Regions from separate parts of the Anser cygnoides genome. Here region 2 is linked to region 1. A link is a contact called in public Hi-C data. All regions are on one chromosome and are shown on one strand. The core of a region is the stretch at or near the end of the contact, and the rest is flanking DNA. Distances in the headings are between cores, read along the strand shown. Region 1 has its middle 160 kb from the start of FGFR3. Region 2 holds the start of FGFR3 (fibroblast growth factor receptor 3).

Region 1 (5,412 bases), core at 1,512-4,011:
ACTATTTTTTATTTTAGATTTTTCATCAGTTTTAACAGCAGTTAACACATTACTGTAAGGATAAAAAGGTTGATTAAAAAATTGTAATGAATATATTTTCTTTAAGAGAATATTAGTTTTTCAGTAGAGCACCTTTTCACAATAGATCCTTCTTTACATAGAAAAATCTGTTAGTAAAATACTCACATGAATTTAAGTAGAAATGAAAACTAAATATTGCAGCTATTACTTGGAACACAGGACAAACCTGATTCTGCTGAAAATATCAGGACATTTCCCGGTGAGTATACTTTTCAGGACAGATAAAGGAATATCTCTTTTATGTCTGTTTCACCTGGCACACAATATGCCAGCTGAAAACCAATTAATGGTTAGTGATAATTATCCGAGATTGAAATTTCTGCCTATATTCATTTTTAATGATGGGTTTTGAAATATTAAAAGCAAGGAAATAGGCAGATCAGACGACAGATTCATAACCCAGCTGTGATGCCACAGACAGGATTAATAAAATGAAGACGAATACATGTTTTTAATGAGCTAGGACAGAGATAATATGTTAATGAAACACCAGTTTTAGACACCTGACCATAGAGAATTTCCTTTTTCCTGCTAATTTGGATCAAGGTTGAATTGTGGGTGTTTTTCACACACTTTAGAGAACTGGATACCAAGAGGAGGATCTCTTGGTGCACTGCTGCCATGCATCTCTTTGGGAGCAGGGATGTTTTCCTGCAGACCCTCAGAGACCACTGACCTCAGCACATGCTCTGGGAGCTCTGAGGGTGGTCGTTTTACGTGTTCAGATCTCCTCTAGGAGGTCTGAAATGGCTCTGAAGGGTGTGAAAAAAAAAAATGTACAAAGTAGAAATGCACGTTGGTACAAATGATGCCACAGGAAACTGCCGGAGTCTCAGCGAGTCAACATATGCACAGGCATGTTGAGCTGAAAGGCTGTTATTTCATCCTGAGCTCGCACGCTTGTGCCTGGCTTTTGGAAACATACTCACTGTGTACAAGCTCGGCCATACATAGGTTTTGCATCACTTTGCAGGCTCTGTAGTCCTTTGTGCTTCTGTGTCTCAGTTCCCCACATGGTGTCTGCAGGACACCTGTAGGATTAAGGTATGCTGTCACCTGGACCCGGGTACCCATATCCTGAATATTGGTAATATAAAATGTGCTTGGATCAATAATTGCTGCTATCACATTTACACTTAGACCAATAATCTCAAAAACGTTTGTTTAAAACAAAACAAAGAGAAGCCCGAGGGGTATTTCGAGATCTCTGACCACTCTGAGAGTTTTGTAGGTGCAGTCAGAGCCCCTGCAAGCAGAAGGATATTTCTAACCCCCAGCTAACTGCATCACTCCACCCTTTTTCTTGCCATCTCTCTCTATCTATATGTCTTCAGGAAAGGTGCAGCAGTGCTAAGAAAGAGTATTTCTGGTGCAGCCACATGAATTTGCTACAGGGTCTTGACAAACTGCTTCTCCAGCCTGGGTCCCACTCAAATTCACAGGGACTTGCTGACACACAACTCCAGTTTCTGAACTGCTCTGGGTGCCTCACTGCCAGATCGCCTGCTTCAGACAAGTGCTAAAAAGGACTGCGTTACTATCCCCAGCCCAGGCCAAAGCATCTGGCAACACAATGAGTGATTTTTCAGCCTGCTGGCCTGGCTCACACAATTTGAGTCTTAATTCAGCTTCTCCTGGCAGGACTCTCACACTGTTGCCTGCCTGTGGATGTGTGTCAGCTGGATGCCTCGTTCCTGTGGAGGATGAAATGGAGCCAGGCACCAAGCAGATTTTTCATCTTTGAACACCACCTTTCTTTGTTTTACTTGTAACTGTTTTCATGTTATGGCTTACTCACCTGAGGGACAGTGTGATGATGCTAATTGCTAGGAATGACACAAAAGAGTTCATTAGTAGTGAGCCTCTGAAAACCGAGACCTGTAGATCCTTGGAAAGAAAAGGGCTTTGAGAAATCTTGCAGTGAAGTCGTCAATGGGTGTCCCTTACAAACAACTCCTGGCATCAGAAAACTATTGGGGGGAATTTCTGCAGAGACAAGAGTCTCAGCTGTCTTCTAGACTGCCCCCATTTAAATGATGAAATCTGCCTCTGATGTTAAATAAATAAATAAATATGAGGAAAACTGTGTCTGAGAAATTTACACCTATGTAACGCTTATCAACCGTACAGCAAAATTACACCTGTGCAGTTTATGGGGTAAAAGCATCACCTTTAACTTTGTTGGCAAGCTGGAGTTAGGGTGGGAATGCACAGTGCTGTCAAGTGCAGGAGTCCTGCTGCACTGCCAGGCGGTGTTACCAACCGAGGAGATTTTCCATGAATACTGGAGTTTCCCAGCAGACAGGTGTTCAGCTGGCTGCAGCAGCAATCAAAGGGGACGTCCTACAGGAGGGAAAAAGCCTTTTATGCTCTCATGATTCATGAAAGATGAACAGAGTAACGAGACCAATGCTGGTATTGCAGACATCTTTCCAATTTCTGTCTGATGCTCATGTGCTTCAAAGATGCTGTGCACTCTGCTGACAGGACATGCTGCTGCAAACTGGAATGGAGGACACATGTCCCTGGGCTTTATCTAACATCTAACCTTGCTTTGATGTTATCTCTGAAGGGAAAGGTCAGGGAAAATTGCTATCTTTTCCCAACAAATTGAGCAGATAAGCAAAGTCCTGCAATAATAGTTGGCAAAGAAGATCGCCTCTTTAAAGTCAGCTTGCTGCAGCAGGGATCAGCCACTGGCTTTGGCAGGTCTGCAGGAGCCAAACTAATGAGGACTGGGCTGAGCAGCTCTGAGAGCTGCAGAGCTGATGGGAGCCCAGGGCCAGCTGGCTGAATAACTGAAACACTGGAGACCCCAAAATCCATGAACTGGAGAAGAGCAAAGGGGAAGAGAGAAAGAAAGGGCCTACATCTTCTCCCCCAGGGACCTGGTGGCTTCCTTCCAGCTCTTTGATGCCACGTAGCAAACACGTCCACGGGGCTCCCTGTGCTGCACCCCAGCACTCTGTGGTCACTGTGGTCATCTCACACCACGTCCTCCCCGTCCCTCCCCATCCTCGCGTGACACAGCGCCGATGACATTGCCACACCACACGATGCAGCCTGTTGGCAGGGGGCACGCTCATGTCACATGGCTGGCACGCTGCAACGAGCCCCACTTTTCTGTACCATTTGCTTTCCAAACCGGTGAGGACACGCGGTGTGCCAAGCAACAAGGGAAGATGCAGGAACGGCGTGATTGAAAATGTTAAGTAATCACCAGGAGGTTAAATGAGCTAGATTTCCAGGGGAAGTTAAAGGATGAGTTTGTGTGTGTGTGTGTATATATATATATAGTCATATACATGTTTATATACATATTTGTATGTACCAAGATAGAAGATGAGGATGGTTTTAGAACAGAATTTGCAAACTTTCAACATTTCCTCTGGTACAATATTTCCTCGGATAACGTGCAGCTGATGTGTGGGGGTTGCTCCAAATCTATTTCCTATTGCAGACAGAGCTATTACTTAGGTAATCAATATTTAATCTCTATTAAGGGGAGTCATTTTTAAGCCTGCTTTAAAAAGTGCATCTGCAGCACTGGGTATAAATCACGGCCCTGCAGAGCTGTGCTGGGCTCAGGATATTTTCCTGTATCTCGAAGGAGGAACAGCCCTTTGCATGGGGAGGGAAGGAAAAAGAAGGAAAGAAACCGGAGAAGCTTGGATAGGTCTGCCTATTTCAGGCAATGGAGTGAGTCCAAAATAGCACAGGCTTGATTCACACCCTGGTTTTTGTAATGGTGATAGAGAACATGGGCAAAAGGTATCAGCATCTGTCCTGCCATGAGTCAGCAGCTGCAGCAGAGCTGCCTGCAGCCATCCCTCTCCTCCGCTCCCAGAAAGGCAGCTTGGGCAAAGCTGAAATGTTTTGCCGAGATACATTGGTTTGTAGCAGGAAGGGCTGGGGATAGACCGATAGAGACAGGCTCAGATGCTGAAGGCTACTCTACTGGCTGGGAATGCAGAGAATCAGATTTAATCCTTTCTCTGCCTAATTTGGAGTGATCTGGGATGAAAGTGCTGCTCTGGGTGAAGGAGGGCAGGAATTTGAATCTGTTCTGGTGGGACCTGCGTAGAAAGTTTCTTATTCAAAGCACAGTTTCAAAGCAGCCTCAGCAGACTTAGTCCCCACCACGAAGCACACCAAGGGACAAAGGGTGAGCACCCCAGCCTCACTGGTTGCCAATGGTCAGACTGGTCCCAGTTTAGGCAGTGACTGTGGTGGTGTGAGCTCAGGGTGTTTGTCCCTGCTTCCCACCCGAGCCCTGACTCTGTGACCCCCCCAGGGAGAGGAAGGACTCCCAGCCTTTCAAAAGACATTCATGATCGTATAACCACATAGTTTTTATGCTGAAATACCCTTTTTTTTTTTCTCTAAGAGCTATACAGATAGGTGAATTCAGTAGGAACTGGATGGGGTAAGTTTCCTGGCTTTGAAGTGATAGCGGTGCCAGTTTTAGCAGTATCTGAATAAATCAGGACAAGAGCAAGGGTGAGACACATACCTGTGTGCCAAGCACTGAAACATACCTGATGCACCAATTTTCCTACCTTTCACAATGATATAAACCTGTGACTGCTCTCCCCAGCTGCTAACTGGTCTCAAAGAAATACATACAGGATTGGGACACCTTTAACAGCACAGAGACATTTTGTTTAGATATGATTTGGCTAAAGATTTTGAGAAAATATTTAAGTATTAGGCATAAAAACAATAAAAAAAAAAAAAAAAGCATGTGGGGGGTTAGATTTATTCTGAGATTTATCAGAATTATCAGAAATAAAGCCTGAGTCAACACAGCTTCATTATTTGCAGTCGTGGTTCAAGGCCAGCAGAATGCATCAGCCGCACAAAGGGCATGCCGGCCCAAGGCTGCTGAAAGTTAATATTGTGCAATATTTCTGCAGATGTGCAATAACAAGCTATTCCCAAAACCAAGGCTCAGTTCAGCAGAGATCGAAATCAGCAGAAAGAATGAGCACAGAACAGCATCAGAAGGCACCAAGTAATCCACCCATGACAAAAAAAAAAAAAAAAAAAAAAAAAAAAAAGGCATGTATTCTCTTGGTTTCGTTTGCTCCAGGGCTCTCCTTTCTGGCTGTTCACACCAAACACATGGTGGCTTGCTTCTAGGCTCCTACTTGGATTTCAGCACTTTGCAACACACAAAAATAAATAAATAAATAAATAAAATCTGGGTGTGACTGAGGGAATAATTTATCCCAGGATCTGCTCCCAACAGACAGTGCAGATGTGCCAGAGTTGGCTCTGGTTTATAAATGGCCAGCACGCAGGTTTTTCTTCTCCAAAGGGAGCTACTTC
Region 2 (5,153 bases), core at 2,565-5,064, 160 kb before region 1:
CACTCGTGTCCTCTTATTTTATTACTCAATAAAACATGCTAGTCTCAACTTCAAAGGCTTAATTGCCTTTTTTAGCTGCTATTCTTAGAGAACAACTTTTTATCTCATAGCTGCCCACTGAATCTAAAGGGTTTCAGTTCTCGGACACCAAGTCGGAAGCACCACCAATTTACAAGGGGCTCTTTTTAGAGGGTTTTAAAACACTTCCCTGAAGGGACCACGTGAACCCCGAGCCCTGCTCCAGTGCCGTGTGGCACTCGCTTCAGCACGAGGGCAATTTCAGGGTGACCTTTGGAACATTTAGGTACACAGAGCCAGGCCGTATGCAGCGTGCACCTCGCACCCACCGCCGGGCACAAGCTGGCGGGCCACCAGAGCACGGCTGCCATCGGCTGCGTAAAGCAAATCGTCCAAACCCAGAGCATCTCCTGCCATGTCCAAGCAGAGAAGTGACAGGAATCCGTACGTGCCCCGGCTCGGCTAAATCCCGTATTGGCACCTCTTCCGCCCTTTTGGCTCTCTGTACAACTCTTTCAATGCGCATACACAGCTCTGGCTGCTAACTCCCAAATGCTAAGGAGCCCCAAAATTCCCCTTTTTTCACGTATATTGTGGGCAGACAGACACTTACAAACCAGCTACAGGAGACAGGCCAGTTATCAGAAGCTTTTAAAAGCGAAACGCTGCCGTTTCAGTCGGTCTGCTCTCTAAGAAAACAGCCAGCGTTACTTGACATTCACAAATCGTACGGAGTAATATCTTTATCTGAATACTAATGCAAATTGGACGGGCTTTTTTATATTGATGTCTATTCTGTGGCTGCTGAATAGAGTGACCGCATGCTCAAGGCTGCAAAGGAGTTCACTGACCTCCCTAATCATCTCTGTCATAGCCCCTGAATGACATACACATTCAATCCTGCCTCGCCTCTCTACTTTCATTCATAAAAAAAGAAGGGGGGGGTGGAAAAAAATTGACATTGTTCTTCCTGCAGCAGCCCCGAGAAAGGGAGAGAAGAGAAACTCGGCCCAGATGAGGCCCCTGGTGTTTTTAGTTTAGCTTCTATTCAGCAACAGCCCCGCCATCTGCCTCCTTCCTGCCAACAGCCGAACACCTCCCTGCGGAGATGTTAAAACCTGCACCCCCTCCACCTCCGCTAATAGCGAGTATTCATATTAGCAAACATACACATACCTCGAGAATGCCTCCCTTCAATGTGTGTTTTATGTAGCTGAGTATAGGCACAAAGCAGTAGCTGTTATAGCCTTCACAGCCCCGTGTGGAGAATTAGATCACTGGGGAAAAATCCTTCCAAGCCCCTTTATGGAAAATAAGGCCTTAGACTGTAAATGCAAAGCCCAGCGAACAACAACCCTCAGTAATGAGCCAATACCCCATGGCCCATTTGACCAGGAGAAAGAATTTGCTTTTTTACCATGCCGTTCAAAGGCTGAAAAGCAAAACGTGTTTTTGCTTGGCGCGGAAGGTTTATATCCTTTACAGTTGCTTTTGCACAACCTCTCTCCCTCCCACCCCGGGTCGGGTGCCGCTGCCCGGCCGAGGCGCCGGGCGATGCTCGGCCGCCGCTTCCCCGCGCACGTGGCATCGCGGCGCCCGCCCTCTCAGCCCCCTTTGCCCGTGGCAAGCCCCCAGTGCTTCAGGTTCATGGGACAGCCTTGGGGACATCGCTGGGCGGCAAGGGGACCCTGGAGCCCTCCGCTCGGGGGCCCGATCCTGGCTCCTGGGGGGGCTTTGACAGTGACTCCGCAGCGAGCGAGCCTCATCGTGAGGATTTCCGCGGGAAATCCCAAAGCATGGCCGAGCTCCCCGCTGTCCCAAACGGGATGTTGTCCCCCTGGTCCCCTGGTACAGCCCCAATGCTGAGACCCGCAGCAGGCTGTGACACCTGGGTCCCGTGCGAGCGGCACGGGGCTGCTCGCTGCCCGCGCCCACCTCAGCCGCCCTGACACGGTGGCGGAGATGTTTGCCCTGTAAATCAGTTCTTTTGGCTGTGAAAAATGAGCCAAACGAGTTACACTAAGAATCTGGTGTTTTATTAGGACTTTCTTGAAAACAAAACCAACCCCCGGTGTGATTTATAGCTTTAACCAAAAGGGGTATGAAAGTAATGCCCCCACCCCCAGCCTCCACGAAGCCCATTTATTCCCCTGTCACTTTTTTGGCAACCAGGCTTCAAACCCTTTCGTTGAACAATGGAAACTTTTCTGCCGGGTACATGCAAGCTGGAAGACGGGGGGCTGCGAGGGGGCTCCCGTCCATTAAACAGCTTCGAAAAATAAACAGCGACTCAGGTAGCAGCTGAGGCGTATCAGCGAGAGGCGGCGTTTCAAACCGGGGGCGATATATATAAATTTTTTAAGACTCGGTGACTTTTTTTCCCCCCCTTTCAGGCCACTTGGGGGGGGGGGGGGGCAGCCACCCCCTGCGCCACCTCCTCGCCTCCCTCAGCCCGCCCCCCCCCCACCTCTGCCCACCGACCCCCTGCCCAAGGGAGGCGAAGCCCTTACCTGCCGGCTGCCCGCCGCTCCTCTCCGCCGCTCCTCCGCCTCTCCGCCGAGCCGAAGGCAGCCCTCCGACGGCCGCCGCCAGGCAGAGGCACCAGACGGAGCCCCAGGCCGCCCCCATGCCTCCGGCGCGGCGCCGGGGGAGCGGGGCCGCCGCTGCCTCCCCTCGGCCGCCTCCCGCCTCAGACATCCCCCGGCCGCATGCTGGGCGCCGCTCAGCGCTCCGCTCCGCCGCCGCGCTGCGGGGACAGGCAGGGGGGGAGCTCGGGGGGGGCACGGAACCCATCCCGGCACAAACACCCCGACATACACACCCCGACATCCCGGCCCCCGGGCACACACGCCCCAATGCACGCACACCCCAACGCACAACCCCCTCCGGGCACACACACCCCGACATCCCCCCCCAGGGGAGAAAGGGAGGGGGGAGAGGTGAAACGGTGAAAGAAGTAGGAAGGGAATAAATAGGGGGAATGGGGCAAGTAAAAGTAACGAGACGAGAGTAATGGGATAGTAAGGGGAATGAAATAAATGAGAGTGATGAAATAAGAGTAATGAAATAAAGCAGGATAGTGAAATGAGAGTAATGAAATAAGTAAAAATGATGAAATGAGTAATGAAATAAATAATAATGGAATAAATAAAGCTAATGAAATAAGTAATGAAATAAATAATAATGGAATAAATAAAGCTAATGAAATAAGTAATGAAATAAATAAGGATGATGAAATAATTAAGAGCATATAAAGTATGTAAGAGCATAAGTATGTAAGAGCATATAAAGTATACAAGAGCATATAAAGTATACAAGAGCATATAAAGTATACAAGAGTGAGAGTAACTAAGAGTACATAAAGTATACAAGAGTAAATAAACAAGAATAATGAACCAGGCAAGAAAATAAGAATAATAAGATGAGAGTGATGAGCTAAGATCAAGAAAATAAATAACGAAGCACGTAAGAACGCTAAAGCAAGGACAAAATAAATAGTAAAAGAAATAACGCCAAAATGAGCGATAAGGAAGACGAACAGTGACAAAATGCGGGACCCTAGGACAAAGAATCAGAAACTCGCGAAGCACCGCTCCCGCGGCGGCGGCGGGCAGGGCGCTGAGCGCAGCACGGAGCGGCGCCTACCTGCGCAAGCCCCGCGGCCGGCCGCGCACCGCGCATGGAGCCGCTGCCGCCTCCTCCTCCTCCTCCTCCTCCTTCTCGTCCTCCGGGTCCCGGCCGCGGTGCCGGCCGCCCTCCCTCCCTCCTTCCCTCCTCCGCCGCGGCGCTCCGGCGTCTGCCCGCCGCTGCTCGGGCGCGGAGCGGGGCGGCCGCGCTGTCCCCGCCCGCCGGGCCCCGCCGCCCGCCCCCGGCCGCCCCCGCTCCGCCCCGCAGCCGCGGGGGGCCGCGCCCGCCGCCCGCGCTCCCCTCCCTCCGAGCCCGGCCCCAAAAAGGCGGGGGGGGCCCGGCCCCAAAAGGGAGCCCTGCCCCAGAAGGGAGCCCTGCCCCAGAAAGGAGCCCGGCCCCAAAAGGGAGCCCTGCCCCGAAAAGAGGGGAGCCCGGCCCCAAAAAGATGCCTTCCCCCCCCCCCCCCCCCGGCCCCCACCGTCCTGGGATGTGAGGCTGGGGGAGGTGGTCTCTTAGGGAAGGCGGGGGGTTGTTAACGTGGGGAGGGCAGGGGGTGAGTGTGGGACCCGGCGCTATGTCGTGGCACGCTTTTTATGTTTTATTTTTTAAATTTTTGTTATTTGGGCTTTTTCTTCTGGAGCAGCAAGAGCGTGTTTTGGGAGCTGCTGCACTTTGGGTGAACTGGGTGGTGGTGGTAGGGGGGGCCCAGGTGGGACAGGGCTTTGGTTTAACCCCGGGATGGGTGCTGGGAAAAGGCACCGTGCCCGCAGGGCTGCCCTGCTGTGCCCCATGGCGAAACCCGCGGTGTGCTGCCAGCGCTCCCAGGGACTCCCTCCAAACACCCAGCATCGCTGGTTTCGTATGGATGGGAGTAATCGCGTCCCCCTTGGGCTCTGCCTGCCTGCTGTCTCTAACCCGACCGGCTACTCCAGTAAAACCTGGTTAAATGTCGCTTGTATCTGAGCAGCCCTGATTTTGGGTGCTGCGGTCATCTCAGACACCCCCAGCCACAGCGACACACACCAGTCACTGCCAGCGAGCCACCCGAGCTGCTTCGCGCCGAGAAGTCACAGCTCTGCTTTAATCCCCTTGACGTAGCAGCTCGTTCACCAAAAATAGATGCAAATATTATCGGAGCTGAAAACGCTTGGCATCAGGGGCCCAAAAAGACCGAGAGCTCGCGTTAGAGCTGAGCTGAGGTTTTTTGGGTCCCGGCTCTGTGCTGAAATCCAGGGGAGTGAAGAGGTTTCGCTCCCAGCCCCGTGGAGAGCTTTGGGCTTGGCGCTGTTGTTGCTGAGACTGGGATCCGTCCTGACACCTTTATCAGGGGCAGGGAGACTCTGACATCTCAATACTGCCGCATTGTGTGGGGAAGCATTGAGACGGGGCCGCCGCGAGGAAATCCCTACATGTCAGCGGAGACCCTCGCCGGTGACACCAGCGGTTCAAATGAAAACAATGGAGGGAAAAGCAGACGGGGAAAGGAAAGCGCGGTGGTTTCACCGTCA

What was found. Hi-C and Micro-C count contacts between places; a contact is called where the count stands out from the background.
Region 2: a contact with region 1 is called in a Hi-C map of fetal liver, with 1.9 times the contacts expected there. The contact joins the promoter of FGFR3 here to the enhancer-like site in region 1. A contact is called at or near these places in 2 of 7 Hi-C or Micro-C datasets (fetal liver and liver).

The regions. Positions count from the first base shown.
Region 1 is chr4:8,278,095-8,283,506 of Taihu_goose_T2T_genome, reverse strand. No RefSeq gene overlaps it. Among named protein-coding and RNA genes, the nearest start is that of FGFR3, 160 kb to the left of the region's middle. Within about 2 kb of position 2,761, at least 1 of the 3 cell types and tissues checked has open chromatin away from gene starts, as enhancers often do. A contact at or near this core is called in fetal liver, where this site is marked.
Region 2 is chr4:8,438,438-8,443,590 of Taihu_goose_T2T_genome, reverse strand. FGFR3 (fibroblast growth factor receptor 3) reads right to left here and starts at 3,814. Exons shown (of 18, transcript XM_066995590.1): 1 at 3,664-3,814; 2 at 2,529-2,764. The coding sequence starts at 2,715.